Regions from separate parts of the Mus musculus genome. Here all the other regions are linked to region 1. Evidence: chromatin contacts called from public promoter capture Hi-C data. All regions are on one chromosome and are shown on one strand. The core of a region is the stretch at or near the end of the contact, and the rest is flanking DNA. Distances in the headings are between cores, read along the strand shown.

Evidence for each region. Promoter capture Hi-C pulls out the DNA fragments that hold promoters and counts their contacts. Capture Hi-C pulls out chosen DNA fragments and counts their contacts.
Region 2: a promoter capture Hi-C map of pre-B cells shows a contact between it and region 1, with 3 times the contacts expected there. The contact joins the promoter of Otud7b here to the promoter of Pi4kb in region 1. A contact is called at or near these places in 3 of 39 promoter capture datasets (erythroid cells, liver and pre-B cells).
Region 3: a promoter capture Hi-C map of liver shows a contact between it and region 1. The contact joins the promoter of Sv2a here to the promoter of Pi4kb in region 1. A contact is called at or near these places in 1 of 39 promoter capture datasets (pre-B cells) and 2 of 9 other capture datasets (adipose tissue and liver).

What each region holds. Positions count from the first base shown.
Region 1 is chr3:94,973,467-94,976,514 of GRCm38.p6, reverse strand. Pi4kb (phosphatidylinositol 4-kinase beta) reads right to left here and starts at 1,784. Exons shown (of 11, transcript NM_175356.3): 1 at 1,430-1,784. It overlaps B230398E01Rik (a long non-coding RNA gene), which reads left to right. Exons shown (of 4, transcript XR_003954666.1): 2 at 1-1,166.
Region 2 is chr3:96,102,745-96,106,059 of GRCm38.p6, reverse strand. Otud7b (OTU domain containing 7B) reads right to left here and starts at 1,533. Exons shown (of 12, transcript NM_001025614.1): 1 at 1,241-1,533. It overlaps Gm30044 (a long non-coding RNA gene), which reads left to right and starts at 1,704. Exons shown (of 2, transcript XR_375856.2): 1 at 1,704-1,872.
Region 3 is chr3:96,179,521-96,182,908 of GRCm38.p6, reverse strand. It overlaps Sv2a (synaptic vesicle glycoprotein 2 a), which reads right to left and starts at 1,682. Exons shown (of 13, transcript NM_022030.3): 1 at 1,606-1,682.

The DNA.
Region 1 (3,048 bases), core at 535-3,034:
GTGCTTGCAGAATGGGCCATTTTCTCAAAAGACCATTCTAGAGTTCAAGTGAGGAAGTTACAAGCTGAACCAAGGGGCCCTGACTCTGAGTATACATCTCTTTACACTGTCTTATGTTCCTTTTCCCAATCAGCCCCAACCCCAGACACACACACACAAACACAACTTCACCTTAGGTCCAAATGCTTATGAAACTAACCAACAGTAGTCCACTAAGCTTCAGTCAGGAAAATAATGGTTCCTCTTAGGTCTAGACAGGAGTAGGAGATTCTGTGATCTAACAGAAATCCTAAAGTAATCTAAAGCAAAATTTCTCACAACTTCATTCAGTTTCCATGCTCAGTTTCTGAGCATCTTTCCTAGTGGTTGCTCTTAAACACTCAACAAAATGTAATCTGATTGATAGACTTCTTTAAAAGTTGCTTCATCCTTCAGAAACACACATCTGTCCAGAAAAGCTTGAGACAACTGTGGCTCCCCATCCTCTCACATCTTCTTAGTTCAAGCTTTAGCTGATCTGAAATCATATGTGGAGATAAAAGGCATGATAGAGAACACTTAAAGACCACAGGGAAAACAGAGCCGAGGGAGACAAACATCAGCCGAATCCTGGAGAGAATGTCAAAAGTTGGAAATCCCTGGAGAGAATGTCAAAAGTTGGAAATCACTATCTGTAGGGGTGTTCACGGCAGAGCTTTCTCCTACGGGAAGCCCTCCAGAGGGCTGGAGATTGAGAAAGGGGAAAGAGAAGCCAAAGACAGCTTCAGGTATCATCAGGCACCCTAGAGAGGGGTTGAGGACTAAGGTCAAAGTGGATGGTATCTGGGTATGATGACAGTAGTCTGAGATCCTTTAAGGAGAAGGGAATAGGCAATTCTTGGAAGTCAGGAGCTGGGGGAGTGGGTCATGGTGAGGTCATGGAATTGGAAGCAGAAGAGAGGGATACAATCTGTAGCTGAGGGAAATGAGAACTCTGTGCTGAGATTGCACAGACTCGGAAGAGTGGGGCAAAATAGGAAAAGGGATAAAGGCGGAGTCCATGGAAGAGGCTTGTGAGCAGAAACACAAACGGCGAGGAAGGCAAACATGGATGATATTGTAGAAGGGGTCAAATGTGGAAAAGGTTCACGACTTAGGAAGATAGTTACGGAACAGAGGCAACAGAGGTACGAAGTGTGTGTCCTGCTGGTGGGGAGGTGGAATCCACGGGGCAGAGGGAGGGGCTAAACTGAAGAGGAAGCCAGAAAGCAGAGAAGACTACCCCGGGCCCGAGAGGAAAGGGTGAAGGACCTCGGGGTGCAGCTGCCACCAGGGGGGCAGTTTTGTAGTCGAACCCAGGTCGCGGTAGGCTGGGCGGGACAGGGTGGCAGAAGGACCCCCCCACACACACACACAGGCAAAGGCGACTCACGGGGGAGGAGCCGCTTACCTCCGGGGAACCCTCGCGGAGGGGGTGCAGGCGGTCGGGGTCGGACTGCCGACACCGCCGCCTCAGCAGCAGCGGCCGCTCCCGGGTTCCATTGGCCGCCTGCGCTTCCCTGACAGCGGCCGCGGCGGCTGCTCCAGGCCCCGGCTGCGGGGCTGCCCGCGGCGCCGCCTGAAGGGGCCTTCACGCAACTTCAAGTTGGACCGGACCCCACTAGCAGGACACAAAATAACAATTCCTTGGCGGGTTCCGATGTAAGAGTCCCCTGGGCCCGAGCCTTTCTTCCGGGAGATTGCTTTCCTGCTTCCCGGTGTCAGGACACTACTGATGCCATCGTAATCTGAGTCGAGTGAGCTGCCCGACTCACGCCTGTTCAGAAAGGAAAAGGGGGCGGGGAAGAGCTTTTGGAAGCTAGGGAGGGGGGGCAGGGAGGAGGGGCTTACGGGGGAAGGCGGGCCCTGTGTTTGAGGGCGGGCCTAAGAGACAGGCTTTACTAAGGAAGCCGAGAGGGAAGTAGCGTGGGTAAGATCAGTGGAGGGACGTGGAGGTACCGATATTTTATGTACTTCCAAAAGTGTATGAACATGCAAATTATATATAAACTATTCATTTGCGTAAACCACTGAGTTACCGTAACTGCCACCAGTGGCTTTTTTCTCCCTCTCCTATCCTACGGGATTTCTTTCGTAAGTCAGCCGGTAGGACCCATGCAGGAGGGCCAGAAAACAGACAAGAAAGAGAAGGGACGAAAAAAGGAGTACAATCACCTTCATTTCCCTCTTCCTACTCATCTTTAAGGATGATGCCATGAGTTTGCCCCTATAGCTTCAGGAATGGCCCAGTCCAACCGCCTCAATCTTTCACTGTTTCGCACCATCACTCTGGGACAAGGTGCTGCTTCCAAGGTCACCCCAGCTGCCAAAGCCTTAACAGAGGCTGGACAAGCCAGCTTAGGAAAAGTGAGTGAAATGACAAAAGTTTGGCTTATTCCTTTTCCGAAGGCTACAAAATCATGTGAGACAGGCCTCATAGACCCCTCCCCCCCCCCCCACAATCACTGTCCCAACGCTTTTCCTGGGACTTTTCTTAGTATCTTAGGCCCCTTGTAAGGGTAGGTTTGTTTGACAGGGTTTCTCTGTGTAGCCCTGGCTGTCCTGGAACTCACTGTGTAGACCAGGCTGGCCTTGAACTTAGAAATCTGTCGACCTCTGCTTCCCAAGTGCTACGCCTAAAGACGTGTGCCACCACTGCAGGCGGGTAGGTTCTTAATATTCTACGGGTTGAGCCTAGCTCTTGGGTGACATCTTCATTGCACTTATAAGCTGATTTGAGATCTTTGTTTCCTTTTTTTTTCTTTCCCTTTCTTCTCTAGCTTCCTTCCTATCCTCTTTCCCTTTTTAGAGACAGTCTATTTTTCCCAGGCTGCTTGTGATATTCCTTGGCTCAAGCCACTGGCCTGTGGAACATGTGGGAATATATCCACATGCCCCCAAGCTGGACTAACCCTCAACTTCTGTATAATAATATTGACAATATTATTATAGCACTACATTAACAACAGTAGTATCTGATGTAATAACATTTTCTAAGGTTTGGGGGAGGGGATCAAGAAAGTATGGGTT
Region 2 (3,315 bases), core at 284-2,783, 1.1 Mb before region 1:
TCCCTGGCAGACTTCTCCATCCCTCAGGAACAGAATCTCATTGACTAAGAAACACATTTCCTAAATGTCTTTTTAGATATGCAACATAGAAAAAAATAAAAAATAGAAATTAGCTACTCCTTTGGAGTCTTCTTACCACCACTTCTCCTTATTTTTCTTATCCACCTGACAGGTTTTGAGACACAAAGGGATCCAGCATCCTAAAAGACCTAAGTATATTGTAGGAAAAGCCAAAGACCCACAAATTACCAGCTTCTAAATAAAACACCCTATGTAGTATTCACAAAAAGATAAAGAAAGCCAAAGTCAAAGCGGGTTAGCGATTGGCTTTGCAGTCATGAAAATTCCCTAAGGGGAAAAAAAAATTTGGGGGAGGGGGAATAACCTCTTAGATCAAATCTCACCAGTTCGCTTCTCTCAACTTCCCCATTTTTACATGTGTCTTGTGCCCAGAAAAGACACCTATGTTAGACTGACACTCTATCACCAGAGAAGAGAGACAGACTCTGAGGGCTGGTCCTTGTGAGCCGACAGGCTAAAAATACGCCGGCCCAGTAAACAAATCCCATTCCATCTCAACAGGAGCCACACCGTTAACCTAGTAATTATGAGAAGAGTGCGATCACACAGCCCCCAGCTTACTCATCATCAGCTTCTAAAGTTTCCATCAGCGCACAGAAACTTTTTTTTTCTGAAGTCCATAAGCCTGCCCTAGAATTTCTACACCTACACTCACCACAGTCTCTCTCTCCTCTCTCCTCTCTCCCCTCTCCCTCTCTCTCTCCTCCCTCCCTACCCCCCTTCCTCCATTACTGGACGCACCTCAGTTTGGCTATCGTTAAGAACAAACTTGGCTTTTCTTTTTTACTTTTATAGTGACTTTAAAAGAACTTTATCCTACTTGGGGGGGGGGGGCTGCATCTAGACCACCCTAAAACTCCGCCATCCGTCTCCCAAAGTCTAGCTGACAAGAGGGGACTATCCAAACTGCCCAGCACAGCTGGGGAAGGGACAGGAACCGCCGGCCAGGGCTGAGAGCGCAGGACGCAGGTGAAAGATTGGCGTGAAGGAGGAAGGTGGGGACCAAGCAGAGAGCGGGTGCTCAGGGGGAGATGGCTTCAGGTGAAGTCTCGTCAGAGAGAGTGAGCAGTGGAGCTCGACGACGCAGAGTTGGGGCGCTGGAGAGGCGGGAGGAGCGGGGAGGAGATGGGGAGGGTGTCAGGGCTGGGGTCTCCGTTACCCTCGCGACTCTCGGGGCAAGGCTCTAGGCCGGGGCGGAGCGCGGGGCCCGGCCGCCTCGCCTCATTCCTCGGCAGTGACCCCGGGGTCCAAGCGGCCCCTCCCCCGACGACGATGGAGGCGGAGGCGGACACTGCGACCGCGGCTGTTGCTCTCCACAGGAGATAGAGCTGGAGCCAAGCCGGGACTGACCGGAGCTGGCCTCTTCCCAATGGCTTTCCGCCGGCTCCTCCACACCGGGTCGCCACTCCGACTCCAGCGGCTGGTTCAGGATCGGTGGCTTTCGGCCGTCCGGCCGGAAACAAGCGCCCGTTTCCGGCCGGAGCGGGTTGGCGGTGACACCCTAGCCGCCCCCGGGCCTCCTCCCGCCCGGCGCGGCCGGCCCCGCCCCGTCCCGCCCCGCCCCTCCCCGCAGCAGCCCCGCCCTCGGGACCGCTTTGGGGCTGTGGCCGGTTTGGCGCTTGCCCGGCGCGTGACCCCGCGCGTTTTTGGCTCGCGTCCCCGAGCCCCCGGGCGGAGGCACTTTTGAGCGGGAGCTGGGAGCTCGGCATGGACTGTTAAGACTTTGGGGTCGCATCAGTTGGCGCCAGCCCTAAGGGAAGAAATGGAGACTGGCGGAGTAGCTTTCGAAAGGTGAGAAGGATAAAAATACTTGAGAAGGTTGAAATTCTAGTTACTCCACGCAATCCTGGACCAACCAGACTGAATTGAACATCGCTTCTTACAAACCAGCCCCACCCAGCTATGCATTCCCCTTGTTCCTTCACTCTTGACGTGAACGTACCCTTTGCTATATTCACTTGCATAACAATACTCCCTTAGTAACATCCCTGCCACAGTCAGTTTTTTAGTTAATGTTGTAAAAACACATTGTCAATGTGTTTTTACAACATTACAGCATAACTCAATGCCTTTACTTATTGAAGCCCTACTGTTGTAAAAGCACTGTATTCTGGAAGACTGGAAATAGAAAACGCAACAAGACATAAATCCCAAGCATCAGCAATCTAACAATTTAGTATTAATAGAATTCACTGAAATATTTTATATAAAGCAAAACAAACATATATGTCACGGAGGTTACAATGAGCTGTGCCTAGGAGCACACAAACAAGCCATCTCAGCCTTTCATGTTTGTAAAGGAATATGGACTGCTTCCAGAAGAACTACTTTATTGAAAACACAAAAATGGGCCCAGCTTATGCTATACTCTAACCAAATGAATCCTAAAATTTAACTCAGATCTCTAGAATCCACACATTCAAGGCAGTGTTTATTATCAAAATTATGTTCACTGGGTTTATGTAAAAGCATAATGCAGTTGGCTCTTCATTTTCCTCAGTATTCGCTGAGAATTTTGGTTTCTAATGGGGAAGGATAGAGCACAGAATTATCCAGACTAGGAACTGACACCTGAAACAGGAAACCCACTGGAAAAATACCCTTAAGTTTAGAGTTGAAAGTTTAGGGCTGAACCTAAGGCCACGTATACATGTCTCAGCCAAGCAAAGTAGCTGGTGCCTTTGGAAGATACCACAACTTACAATGCAACTTAGCAAGCCAGAGCTTAGAAGATCCAGGGAGTACCGATTGCAACTACTATTTTGTGACAAATTTGAGAAGAGGGTAGGATTTGGTCTCACTGAATTCCGTAGATCATACTAGCCCCTGCTGGCTAAGTCTGATGTGGGAAGGCAGAACTCTGCAAAACTGAGAGCTGCTTTCACACTCATCGATTAACTATGTTTAACACACTTTCACACACTCCTTAGGACCAGGTATGGAGCTCAAAGGCTCTCTCCACCTTAAGTACAAGGCAGAGGGGTTGGTTTTGTTGTTGTTGTTGTTTTGTTTTTGTTTTTGTTTTTGTTTTTGTTTTTGTTTTGTGGCAATGACCACAAAAAGTGGTCCAGATTAAAAAGTTGAGCCAAGTTGCTGGTCAAAGCCATTTAAGCGATCGCACATTGTAGGCCTGCCTGGAAATTTAGGGATCAGGAAGTGATGGGGTTGCCATTGCTCTGTGCCTGTTTCTTACTCCGACCATCCATCAGGCATTGTTGTTTGTGTAATTGCTCA
Region 3 (3,388 bases), core at 433-2,932, 1.2 Mb before region 1:
GGCAATTTGTGTACCTCGGCTCTCTTTCCCAACCATGATCCCTCTTCAAACCCTGAAGGAAGATTTGGACCCACCAGGAGCTGTTTCCCATGCCTGTTGACATTGTTTCCCCTCAGCTGTGGGGGTAGGAAAGGCTCCCCAGCCACAACAGCACACAGTGGCTCAACAGCCAGTGCCCCCCCAGGGCCACCAAGCCCAGGAGGGAGAGAAAGAAGACAAATTCTTTGAGCTGGTGAGGAAGTCGTGCTATATTTAGCCTGCAGAGCAGCACAAGAGTGGCTGAGCCTGAGGAAGAGAGACAGCACTGGGAGAGGTGGAGTTAAAGGAGACCAGACTGGGATTTACCAAGTCCTTTAAGGCTGACTGGCTTCACCTGACCGGAAGAAACATGTCCATAATTTTCTGCAGAAGGTGGAAAGGGCATGTGGAAAGGGCTTCGTAAGCAAACCTTTCAAGTAAACTGCTCAGGTCCAGACGGGCCCCCTAATCAAAGCCCCTGCTTTGGAGGCCACCCAGGTTTCCATCCCATCCCATGCCAGGTCATTAAGAAGTGACAAGGTCATGAAGAAGCAGTCATTGATCAGAAGATTCCCACTGAAAAGGACAAGGGGCAGAGAAGATTCCAGAGTGCCCCCCACCCCCACATCACAGCTTGATAACTGACCCTCTTACCCCTCCGCAAGACTGACAAGACTGAGCCTCACCCCTACAATCTACCCCTGGGTTTGGAAGATGGGAGCATCCAGTTTGGGGGGGTGGGGAGGTGTCAGCTGAGAATGTACACGGAGAAATGCTCACGGAGAAATGCTCACGGAGAGGCCAGGGATGTAGAGAAAATGTTTCACATGCATAGGCTTAGGGACCGCCTCTGCCAGGATTGCGGAGACCCCCAACCCCCACCTAGCCTCAGCTCTGGTACCAGGCATGAGGCCCTGGAACTGATTACATGGCTGCTCCCACCCCTGGTCCTGCTGCTGGACAGGTTCCCACCATCCTTCTGCGCCCCTCTCCTGACCCCCTCAGTAAGCGCCTCTAGTGCCAAGCCCCAACACCTGGTTGCTTCCCATGTCTGTCTGCCCAGTGTTTCATTCCTTCTATCCTTCACCAAGCCGATTCCTCTACCCCCTAACCCACCCAAGTCCAGGCAAGAGCGGCTGTACTCATTCTATGGCCCCAGCCAAGGTCATTTACCATGGGTGGGGGGGGGGGAGAGGGGGGTTGGGGAGGGACGTACATCAAGGTGAGGAGAGGATGGAGTTTGAGGGAACCTCAGCTTACCTAACAGCCCCTCACCAGGTTTATGTAATGGGGACTTTAAGCTAAGGTAGAAAAAAAATCCTCGCATATGTATGTATGTGTGTATATACATACAAATACATATATGTGTATTGCACATATATATTTATTTATTCAAGTATATTCTCAAAGCAATTGAAATAAATGGCCCATTCCCCAAACCACCATCACCCCCACCACCACCCTCACCCCTACAGCGGGGACAGTCACCCTCCCCATAAGCAAAGCATCAGAGATAAAATGGCTGCAAGGCTAGACGAGGATGCTTCTGCCCGGGGCGGGGTAGAGGTGAGAGGAGAGGGGTCTCACCTGAGCTTGGTTCCCCGGGTCAGGGAGTCCCCGGGTGAGGGAGGGGGTCCAGCCACAGGGCTGAGGCGGCAGCGGCGACTGCTCCTCCCGGTACCAGGGGAAGCGGCACTGCAGACCTGCCCCCCGCACGCGCTCCGGCCCCGCCTCCGACCCTCCCTCCCCCGCGCCAGTGAGCAGCGGGAGAGACCATTGTGGGGGGTGGGGGTGGCGAAAGAAAAGATGATGGGGCGGGGGGGGGGGGGGGGGGACTTAGGACACAGGAAGAAAAGATGAAGGAACTGGAGGGGACTGTCAGGGTGACAGCTGGAAATGACAGTCTTTCTCAGCCCCTTCCTCCCTAGCAAAAGATGCCAGGAATTAAAGACACTAGCAGTGGTTAGGGGAGTAAGTGGAGGAAATAGACAGGTGATGAATGAGGTAGCCCCTTCCTTTGCACCCAAGCTAGGATGAGAGAACCCAGGAGTCCCAGCAGTTCTTGCTGCGTTAAAAACAGCTCCCTCCCCTTCCACACTGCTCCCTGGAATTAAAAACCCTCTCCTAAACCCACAGCTTGGACTCCAGGTTCACCTTGCTATGTGAGAGGACTCAGAGATAACAAGGTGTGGTTTCTGTACTCAATAGTCAGAGTCAGTGACAACTGGGCCCCTGTCATCTGTCTCCTCCAAAAACAGTCCAGACTGTTTATGTACAAGGACCTCCCCCTCCCCATTTCTATTCAATTGCTGGTAGCAGAGGCGGTGCTAGAGGAGTTTGTCTGATCAACTGGACAGTTCCCTTTCTAACCACACTCTCCAGTGACTCAAAAATACATACATACATACATACATACATACATACATACATACATACATACATCCTATCAATTAACAACCTCCTCTTGTGTGTGTGTACGTACACTGGCTTGGGTTCTCCTTTTCTTGAATCTTTTCTGTTTTATTGTCAGGTAACCTGGACTGACAGATCCAGAGGCACTTCAAGGATGTACAACCTGAACCAGTCTACTCCAGATAAAACCTTGGGATTGTCTGGAACAAGCACTGACCAAAGCACAGCCCAGATTTCCACCGTTGGTTTTGACCAAGTCCCCTGCCTCTGTGAACCAACAGGCTTCTTGTCTAGAAAATGGAGTGTTTTGGATGAGGCGTCTTTTTTAGCTGTAATACCATGAGACTGCTCGGTTAAGTGTGGGTCTAGGATGCTGGGAGATACTGAATACAGAAGGCTGGCAGCCTGTGTGCTCAGAGATTTCCCAGATGCCATTTGACATCTGAATTTACTATGCTAGGGATATGAGCCTAAGTTTTGGAGGACCCAATGCTGGATTTTGGAAATGTATGGGTCAGTAAGGTTCACAATTAACTGAAAGTCATAATAGATACTAATTTATCCTAAAAAGTTACCTCTCACCTAGACTGAAGATTTTTGTGTCCGGTACACTCTCCCCCTTAAGCCAAGTCAGGACCATGTCAGTGTAAGTCACCCAATGACATAACGGAATGAGAGAACTTGTATCTTTAATGGCATCTGGCCATCCCCAGTAGGAGGCCAATGATTCCAAAAACTCTCCTGGCAACAACTCTCTGCCCCACCTCTACGAGCGGGGAAGCTTTGCCAATGCTCTAGGAGTACTCTTAGTCTGCTGGCTGGAGCACTCTTTCCAGGATGGTACTTGGAACAGCTCTGCCCACATGGGCCCCAGGGACTAGCCCTTTACTAGACTTTCATTGATGAACCCTCTTAAGGTTTAATACATCTTTTAAACACATTATTCCCCATTTTAGGT